2 separate regions of the Sus scrofa genome follow, and region 2 is linked to region 1. The links are chromatin contacts, called in public promoter capture Hi-C maps. All regions are on one chromosome and are shown on one strand. Each heading gives the region's core, a stretch centred on a gene start, on an enhancer-like site or on the middle of the called end of the contact. The rest is flanking DNA. Distances are from core to core; before and after follow the strand shown.

Region 1 (5,007 bases), core at 312-2,811:
AAAGCAGTATCGCCCTTCCTCCAACACCTTTGCTTTGTCTTTCAGGTCTCCTGCTTCCACAAATGTCCATGGATCGAGGTCAGTAACCTCTTAGGCAGGGAAGGTCACCTCATGATTGTGACATACGTGAGCACATCTCTGAAGAGCCAATGAGGTTCTGGCAAAAACCCCCACAGGCTGACTTGTCTGAGTTTCCTGACATGCCCACTACCAGCCGCCTGGAAGCCGCTGAGGTTTGATTGCAGGCTGCTCCCTCCCACAGCTGGCTGGAGTTTACTTCATTTAGGAGTCAGCCCTTGATCTCCACGATGACAGCCAGTCCTGCCTGGCTGGGGGATTGTGACAGCCTTTGTTTCCATGTGGGCCAAGTCTTTTGACAAGAGGGGAAAGCTCATTAGTTAGCTGTCATCCTCAAACGTGGTTAGGTTATGAGTAATTCTACTAGGAGAGCCAGGGAGCTGGCAGCTCGTTCCATAGAGATTGTTTTATCTATTTGTACAGAGTAGTGGGAGATTAACTGGGATATTTTATGTAAAAGTCTCTGTCAACTGTGGATGTGCTTACAGATCCAGCAAGGGGGACGAAGATGATTCCGCTTTACCTACCTCTGGGAGGTCAGTGCAGACACACCTGAATATGCAACCTGGCTGTGCCTCCACGCGCGCGTGCACACACACACATGCATACACACACACACACACATGCACACACACACACACATGCACACACACACACACACATGCACACACACCACCCACATTCTATGGTGAGGAAAGGATGGTGTGTAGCCTCGAGGACAGGTTTGGATAAAGGGTGCCTATTTCTGCTATAATGTTTTGGTTCTCCTTCTCGGCAGGGCCCGGCTGTTGCCTCAAAGCCAAAAGCGCCAACAGGACTTTTTGGTCTCCGCGGTCAACTCCAGTCTGCTGCTCCATCACTCGGCTTCCAGCAGGTGGCGCTGCGTCCCGCGTAGGCCTGGCCCGCCAGTCTTAGCTCCCCGGCAGGCTCAAAAGATACCAAGAAGTCGGGAAGTGGTCCCCGCTCACGTAGAGCCGCTGCCTTGGCGAACGCAATTGATGACACAGCGGCCTGACGCGGACCTTTGTCAGAGAGATGGGATTTGGCGTTTCCGCAGAACGGAAAACAAAGTGCTTCTGCCTGCCGGGCCAGAGTTGACATTTGCTCACCATTGATTCCGGGACGTTTACAGGCAGCGTGAGTTCATGTGAAATTGCAGGACTTTGCCATGAGTCAGATTCACTTTCTGTAAATCAGAGTCAACATTACACTTCCCCGCCCCTTGGGCCATTACTTGAATTTTTAGTTCACCCGTTGTATTTGTACTGAGGAGATTCAAGTATTTCATAAGCACTTTTTTTTTTTTTAAAGGGCAACACCAACTTGGGACAGATTGGTTGTTTGAGATTTTTGTCAACTTCTACCCTTCTTCACTCAGTGAAACATATGAAGGAAATGAAAGAATCAAAATTCTGCCCTAATCCACTGTCTACATTCTTGTCTACGTGTTAAAAAAGCTCCAGGCCGATTGCCTCATCTATGCGTCTTGCTCCCTCCCACGCCTGGTCCAGTCATCATTGTCTCCATGAACAACCCCACCTGGGCTTCCTGCCAGAAAATGTTTTTCAAGTTTCGCTTGAATTTCTACATGACATACTTCTGAACATGTAAATACTACATAAGGCCAACCTATATGGGGAGCTAAGAATGACAACTTAGAATTCTCATTCTTTTTTTCAGGGCTGCGCCTGAGGCATGTGGAAGTTCCCCGGCCAGGGGTCAAATTGGAGCTCCAGTTGCCAGCCTACAGCAACGCGGGATCCGAGCTGTGTCTTCAACCCACACCACAGCTCACGGCAACGCCAGATCCTTAACTCATTGAGTGAGGCCAGGGATTGAATCTGCATCCTCACAAACACTGTGTTGTGTTTTTTGATTTTTGTTTTCTTTTTAACTTTTTTTTTTGTCTTTTCTGGGGCCGCACCAGTGGCATATGGAGGTTCCCAGGCTAGGGGTCTAATCTGAGCTGTAGCCGCCAGCCTACGCCACAGCCACAGCATGTGTTGTGTTTTTAACCTGTTGAGCCACAATGAGAACTCCAAGAATTCTCATTCTTTATGTGTGTACCATGTGTGTGTAGGTAGGTATTTTATGTGTCAACAGAAACAAATGCAAACTGATACTTGGCGAAGTAATAGATTATCATGATGCATCAGGACAGTAAAGTCACACACACACAATTACCCATTCTACCCCATTTTGGAAATGGGAAAACTGAAACTCCCAAGACCATGGTATGTCAGATGTGCAATTAGGTCTTCCAATTCCTGCCTTTAAACTTTTGCCTCTTTTCCTTTGTGTGGTGCCTGGGGACAGCCAGATGCTAGCCTGATAAGTGCCTCATTCCATTTTCAGGGGACCTGAGGTCAGGTGCCACCCCCAATTCCAGAAGCCTTGCCAAGCCAGTGCCAAGTTCCCCAACGATCAGGTGAGTGCTCTTCCCTGGTGAATCTGGTGTTTGTGACACATGTGGGCTGAGAAGCTGGCTGGCCTCTTGCTCAATATTCTCAAGTTGACAGCGTGGGTTTTCTGTAATTTGAGAGTGTGGCAGGGCAGCCAGGCATTTATCACACACCCCTCTTCTCTTCCTGAGGATTGTTTGCGTTATGGAGATTTCCTGGTGATATTTTTAGTGCCTGATTCTTCATGGTTGCTCAAGTTTTGGTGGCCGTGTTCCACTGACTAGCACAGATGCCCCTGCTAAAACTGATGGTTGTTGACGGGAAAGCCCGGGTACGGGCCCACAGCTTGCCTTATTGGTGTCAGCTGATTTTTCACATGTTTTCAGAGTTAACCTTCCAGAGTTACAGATTTTCCTTAGCCATCTGTCCTCATGCTGAGACAGAAAAAGGATGTCTTCTGGGGTAAAGCAAAGGGGATAGAGGCGGCGGATATTTACCCACCATTTTTTCCGGCTGTCCCCTCTCCCTGATGCTTGTTTCATGCCAGTTGGAGTTCCCCAAGCCCTGCGTCTGTGGGCAAGACTGCGGGAGGAAACCGCTGAGTCACAGCTTTGCTGCTTCTCTGTAATTACAAATTTTATCACCTCATCTGACATAGAAAGGGTGTTGGTTGGAAATAAAGTACATGTTGGGAATAAACTCTTTAGAAACGGGGAAAAAAAGGGCTTTTATAATGTGAAGGCTTTTTTTCAAAAGTCTGGAGCTAAGGTTATGAAGAAACGAAGTCATCTCCCCTTCCCACCTGTATAATTATGGAAATTAACACATCCGGTTGATAGCACTCTACAGTTGCAGTTCTGTCAATACATCTTCTGGATATTTTGTGGCGTGTTCTCTGCACACATGCCTGGCTAACACAGCATGCCAACCACCCCTCCCTGTCCTCTCTCCCTTCTTCTTTGCTGTGTACGCCGTCAAGACTATTCAGAATCACCTTCGCTATGAAATCTTCCTGTTCCCCTAGTAGATATCCCTTCATGCTATATTCTTTTGCTCTTGGAACTTAAAAAAACATGTTCTCAGAGTTCCCTGGTGGCCTAATGATTAAGGATCTAGTGTTGTTGCTGCTGTGGTGAGGGTTTGAGCCTTCATCTAGAAACTTCCATATGCCGTTCGTTGGTATGGCCAAAAACCCCAAAAACAAAAAAGCTCAATGTTCTCAGGTTATTCTCTGTGTACACCACATTGTCCACAGAGAAGTTCTTCCAGCCCCTACGCAATACCTGCTAATTCATTTTTTTTTTCCTACAATTTTTATTTATTTATTTATTTTGCTTTTTAGGGCCATACCCGAGGCGAATGGAAGTTTCCAGGCTAGGGGTCAAATTGGAGCTGCAGCTGCCAGCCTACACCACAGCCACAGCAATGTGGAATCTAAGCCGCATCTGCACCCTACACCACAGCTCATGGCAACGCTTCTCAGATCCTTAACCCACTGAACAAGGCCAGGGATGGAACCCACATCCTCATGGATAATAGATTCATTTCCTCTGAGCTACGACAGAAACTCCCTAAATTAATTTTTTTATTAAAGTGTAGTTGGTATGCAGTGCTGTGCCAGTTCCTGCTATACAGCAGAGTGACCCAGGCATACACATATATATATACATTATTTTTCTCATATTATCCTCCATCAAGTTCTATTCCAAGTGATTGGATATAGTTTCCTGTGCTATACAGTAACATATCCATTCTTATCCATTGCTTATCCATTCTAAATGTAATAGTTTGCGTCTACTAACCCCAAGCTACCATTCCATCCCACTCCCTCCCCCCTGCCCCTTGGCAACCACAAGTCTGTTCTCTATGTCTGTGAGTCTGTTTCTGTTGTGTGGATAGGTTCATTTGTGCCGTATTTTAGAAGCCTTTTTATTCTCCTTGTGGCCCTTCCTTCCATGGGGCAGTCTTAAGTATGAGTAGCATCTGATCTCAAATCTCTCTCATTTCCAGCTTCAACCAACTGGGTGCCCTCCCAGCCAAGCTAAGAACAAAGCCCCCTTTCCAAATACACAGTCTCCCCACATGGCCAGGGCGCACAAACTGATTCAGTTTCCTCTTCCTCCTCTACCCATCTATGACCTTGCTGATACCATCTCCTATTAGATGACAGATCCGGATATTTCTATTGCATGGTTGCTATTTGCCACATGCTTCCTGGACAGGTTTCCAGGTAACCTTAATGGCTGTGCTTCTGGGGAAGGAGGAGTAGAAAATAACTCACCTCTTGAGTAAGTGGTTTTAAAAATATAACAGCATTTAAAAGCTTTTAAAGAGCAGCTCTCTCCTCCAGGCCAATCCGGGCCCTGTTTGCTCTGCGATAGGAGCGCCTGTGATGCTTCGCACTTGGCAACCTCTGACGAGGACAGAAGGCAGATTTAAAGGCCAGAAGATTGATTTTTTCTGTGGAGGGCTTTCCGTGTGGGGCGTGGGAGAAAATCTCTTGGGGAAACAGTGGTCAGTGAGGCTC
Region 2 (4,858 bases), core at 2,165-4,664, 100 kb after region 1:
GCTTAGCTGAACACACCAGAGGTTACTGTGGTAAGTACCAATAGTATCTCATTTCTTTTTCTTCAGTCTCTTCCCACCTTTCAGCCATCTGAAGTTAACAGTCCCACCTCAATTCCTGCTTTTCCAAGCACCGTAAAAAGTGCTTTTGTGACCTAAGCGACAGGCCTGGGGAAAGGAACTGGTTAAGTCAGAAACAAGGCAGTGTTCAACTGCAAAGGCCCAATCAGCTTATTTCTTTCTCCTCTCCCTGCATACTACTTACTGTTTCTACTGCCAGCTTTTCAGAAGAAAAGGGATCCAAGGAATACCTTAATCTACCTGTGTCCATAATCAGAAGGATAAAAGGACTTTGAGGTCTTCTCCCTTTCCTTTCTCTGCCTCTGTACAGATTGACTAGACCCATTGATTTGCCTGCACAAAGATGGAAACCCAGAAGTAATGTATTAATAGGCAATAGAAGTAGTCAGGAGAAAGGAAAAGCCATTGATTTCAGTAACTTTGACTATAACTTTTTAAAAATTAAAAAATCAAGAACTAAGTGGTGGGTTGGAAGAGGAAGAATTTTTGATTATCTCTTAGAAAATACTAGTATATAAATGTGGGGGCTTTTATAGTCAAAGCATTACAATTTAAAAAAATTAAATTTAATTTTATTGGAGTATAAATGAAAAATCATTCCAATTTTAATCCCAAGTTTGTAAACACTAAGGTGTAGGAGGCAGAAAGGAAAGTAGGAAAACAAATAGCACTCTCTTCCTGGGCAGAACAGTGAGCACTGGGGGCCTGTCACCTCACTCTCCCTGGGTACCATTCCTTCCCTGTGTGAACCTCTTACCCACCTCTTCCCTGTCAAACATACAGTGTCTGTCAATCTTGCTGTAATCAGCTGTACAGTTTGTCAGTTGTCCCCTCAAGGTGGCTGGCTGACCAATAGATGCCTATCCCCACCCTGTGTGTCATTCTTTATCTGCTCTGTAGGTCCGTTTCTGACTGGAGGTTGGCCTCCTCCTGCTGCCTTCTTCTTTTCCAGCCTGAGCATTTTTCTCTTTATACACCCTGACCTACCTTCTTCCCATTGTCATTCCTTCCCATGCTCTCCTCTTGGAAGAGGTAAGCTTATCTTTCCATCTTGCAGAGAGGGCTGAGTTTTGCTTCAGTGTCTGCCCCATAGCTCTGTCTACCTGTCTTGCTTCCCCCATATGGGCCTCCCACTCCATGGTGGTGCTGGCCTCTTCCCTGTCTGGGAGTAGCTATTGACACATGAGATTTATTTGTGTCTTCTTGTTTTCCTATTGCTGAGTGTACACTGACCTACCAGTCACACTTGAGACCTTTTTTCCCCCTGAGATTTCATGGTGTGGAGGAAAAGTTATCTTTCTCCCTGTGTCTGCACTCCTTCCTACACTCTCAAGTCTGAGTGTTTCTACCCTGTGCTTCTTGCGGGGGGGGGGGGGGGTTGGAGAAATAACACATATGCCCTGGAATGTACATCCATGTGTCCACTCAATTCTATGAGTACCATCTTGAGGGCACACTCATCTCTGAGTCTCTCCTGCTGTTTACATGTACACTATCATGTGAATTCATGTATTCATCAAACTGTGTACAACTGTGTGCCTCTTCCTGTGTGGAGGCTTATGTAGGGGGCCTCTCTGAAGGTAAGTCTCCCTTGGCCCAGGTTCACATTTGTGCGGTTTTGCCTCCAACTCATGCCTTCCATTTAAGCATTTAAAGTGCCTGGCACTAGTGGGAGCTCAACAGATGTTAATTCCTTTCTCCACTTTTATCTGAATAACTATGACTCTGCGTCTGGGTGTCCCTCTGGCCCTCTCTGCCTGTTTTATGAGATCAGTTCCTCGGAGCTTCTTTCCTTGGTATGGACTCGATTAATTGTCGGGACGCCTTGCGGGTTCTCTCCTCCGACTGGCTCTCTTCTCAGAGCAAATGCTACCGGCCCCTCAAATGGTATATTCCTCCCCTTGCGCGATGCGTCTACTCACTCCCGTCTCCCTCGCCCATACACAGTACTGCATGTCCATAAACGGCTTGCCCAGGCACTCCGTTGCGGAGTCTCTTCGCTATGTCTCCTACTCTCTCCTTCACTTTTTTTTTTTCCCCTTCCCAGCATGAAAACGTGTCCCTGGGTTTGTTCTCCAATTGCCGAGTAAGTGAGCCTTTGCGGTGCTCGAGTTGTGTGTGTGTCCGGGATGCGCCGGAGAGTGCGAAACCCGAGTCTGCCGGGGATGCAGTGTATTCCCCCCGCCCCGGCTCCACGTCTCCCGGTCGGTGAGTCTGCCTCAGACGCGACGCGGCTTTCGGGTATAAGGACCACGGAGAATCGCTCTCCTCAGTAACCGAAGTCTGTGCTCCCGGCTGAGCGCTGGGTGTGTGTGATTCCCGGTACTCCGTGCTGTGTCTCTGGGAACGCGAAGCGCCCGTGTACTCGAGTCCCTGGAAGTGCAAGGTGTGTCCCCCTCCTCCCTGGCACGCCAAGCGTCCGTGTCTCAGCCTTTGAGAGTACACGGTGTGCCCCCCCAACCTTCGCGAAGCGCCTGTGTCCCCAAGTCCCTGAGTACAATGTGTGTCCCACATTCATACGCGGAGGGCCAGTGTCCCTGACTTTTCGGATCCACGGTGGTACCCTCAAACCGCGAACGCCAAGTGCCTGCGAGTCCTCTTGTAAGTCGTTACCGAAGGCTGCCCTCCCCCCCCAACCCCCGCCCCGCCGCCATGGGCAGCACAGCCATCTCACTTGTCTCCCTGGTGCCTTTCTTTCCCGTTGGGACAGAAAAGGCAGAAAACCCGCGGGCGCCGTCGGAAAGTCCCGCAGCGGCAGCGCAGCGGAACCGCGGCTGCGGCTGCCTCGGCCCCGCCGCCAGGGGCCGCCCGCCCGCCCGCTTCCAACGCCCCGGCGCCCGGCTGGCCCGGGACGGCGGCGTTAGCTACTCTGCCCGGCCCTGCCCAGCTCTGCCGCCGCGGGCGCTGACGGCAGCCGCGGCAAGCCACCGCTCCGCCGGCCCCAAGCCAGGTGCCAAGACAAGAGGAGGCGCGGTGGGTCAGTGAGGGACGCCCTTTTCCTCCCTAAGCCCGGCCGGTCGGCCGACCGCCCAGCTCACCTTGTGGCTCTGGTAGGTCTCGAGCGCGCGGATCGCCGTCTCGGTGAGCTTCACATGCAGTACGGTGATGTTGTCCTGTCCAAGTCTCCCGCACGACAGCCCGTAGCGCTGCTCCTCCCGCAGGCCCGCCGCCCCCCCTGCCGCCATCTTAAACTCCCCCGGGTGCCGCCGCCGACGCCGCTCGGGCTCTAGGCTCCACTGCGGCCGCGGCTGCTCGGGCTTCTGCAGCCGCCGCCACAGCTACGGCCATCCCGCTGCTGACGTACTGTCATATACTGCGCGCAGCCAGACCTCGGGCTGCCACCGCCGCCACCCGCCCCACCCTCCGGCCTCGCGCCCCGCCCCGGGCTCGTCTCATTGGTCCCAGTTCCCCTCGGAGCCTCCCTCATTGGCCGCCCTCCACTCTCACAGGGGCGGAGCCCAAAGTCGCTGGAGTTTTGCTCCCGGGACGGGACGTCCGAGAGGTGAGAGGCTGACGTTGGGGTGACGCGCCAACTTAATCACACCTGACGTCACGTCTGGTCGTCTTGGCTCACCGGTCGCGATTGGCCAGGCTCGTTTGGGGGATCCCCTGCTAATTGGGTGCCCAGGTTGCCTGGTCCTGTTACCTGGAGTCGGAGCTCCGCCCCTTGGGGGGAGAGTAGTGGAGAGTCGGGAGTGTGGGGGGAATATTTCCTGCGCTGGTGGTCCTTGGAGAAGAGGATCCCCACCCAAAATAAGTGGCCAAGTAAGCCTAGTAAGGACTTTGTCCCCCGACGGGCTGGGTTAGCTTGTGGAGTAGGGGGCGTGCTGGTGAGGGAGGTCGTAGTAGGCGGAGTCACTGGAGAGTCTCTCCTCAAAATTTAGCGCTAGTATTGAGCGGATGAAATTGGGGAGGACGCCCTTCTTCGTCATTTCGCCCTAAATCTGAAGTTAGTGATTTAGCCCTTGGCTTTAAGATTTGTGCTAGATTGTGTGGAGCATCTTAAGTACAACACCATGCCTTAAATCTCCTTAGTGCGATGGGCATGGTATTATAGAAAACAGAATTTAAAGGTTTTTTTTTTCCACGCCATGCCCTCTTGTGATCCAGAGAAAAATAAACTGGAGTTCGCCGTGGGGGCAGGGTTGTGCTTTTTATGGGACTTGGAGAGGTGCTTAGGGTTGAGATGACATCTCCTTTCAAAGGGTTGTTAGAAGGGTATAAGTGTCCTTGACCTAAATTAAGAGAAGCATGGACATGGTTCTCTGGTTCGTTTGGGTTCTGTCCATTTCATTTGACAGGGATGTAGGAGAACCTTGCTAGAGTTTAAGCAATTGATGTTAGGTGGAGGAGATGGGTGTGTGAGGGGGTGCGGAGGCTGGACGTGCTTTCCATTCCTCGCGATGCTCCGCGTGTAGGCGTGGCTAAACCAAGGAGCCTAATCACCGCCCTCTTCAGGCTGCGTGTGGATGGACCGACACAGGCTTCCAGTCAGAGAGGATGAATTAACTGGGTGATCAGAAACACCGGAGGAAAACAAACCGTTAAAAGTCTTGAAATTGTTGCAAGGCAGTTTTTTGAAAATTACTTTAAAAAAATTGAGACGGTTGTTGTTTCCCTCAGATTGTAAAACCTTGTTGCGTTTTATAAGGATTCCCCAGAAAAATTTATAGGTACTTAATTAGTATTTCCCATACGTTTCAATTGGATAGAGCTATGATTTTCCAGAAAGTGGGAGTTTATCATGATTTCCTCAGCCCCCTTAATAAATACTCCAGCC

What was found. Promoter capture Hi-C pulls out the DNA fragments that hold promoters and counts their contacts.
Region 2: a promoter capture Hi-C map of liver shows a contact between it and region 1, with 5 times the contacts expected there. The contact joins the promoter of ELL2 here to the enhancer-like site in region 1. A contact is called at or near these places in 2 of 5 promoter capture datasets (both in liver), 11 of 47 Hi-C or Micro-C datasets (embryonic fibroblasts, heart right ventricle, liver and 2 more) and 2 of 2 datasets of contacts at active chromatin or transcription factors (alveolar macrophages and skeletal muscle).

The regions. Positions count from the first base shown.
Region 1 is chr2:102,489,845-102,494,851 of Sscrofa11.1, forward strand. No RefSeq gene overlaps it. Among named protein-coding and RNA genes, the nearest start is that of GLRX, 55 kb to the left of the region's middle. Within about 2 kb of position 1,562, at least 39 of the 83 cell types and tissues checked have an H3K27ac peak or open chromatin away from gene starts, as enhancers often do. A contact at or near this core is called in alveolar macrophages, embryonic fibroblasts, liver and 2 more, where this site is marked.
Region 2 is chr2:102,588,002-102,592,859 of Sscrofa11.1, forward strand. ELL2 (RNA polymerase II elongation factor ELL2) reads right to left here and starts at 3,415. Exons shown (of 12, transcript XM_003123796.5): 1 at 3,117-3,415. The coding sequence starts at 3,263. LOC106508433 (a long non-coding RNA gene) reads left to right here and starts at 3,587. Exons shown (of 16, transcript XR_002342060.1): 1 at 3,587-3,843.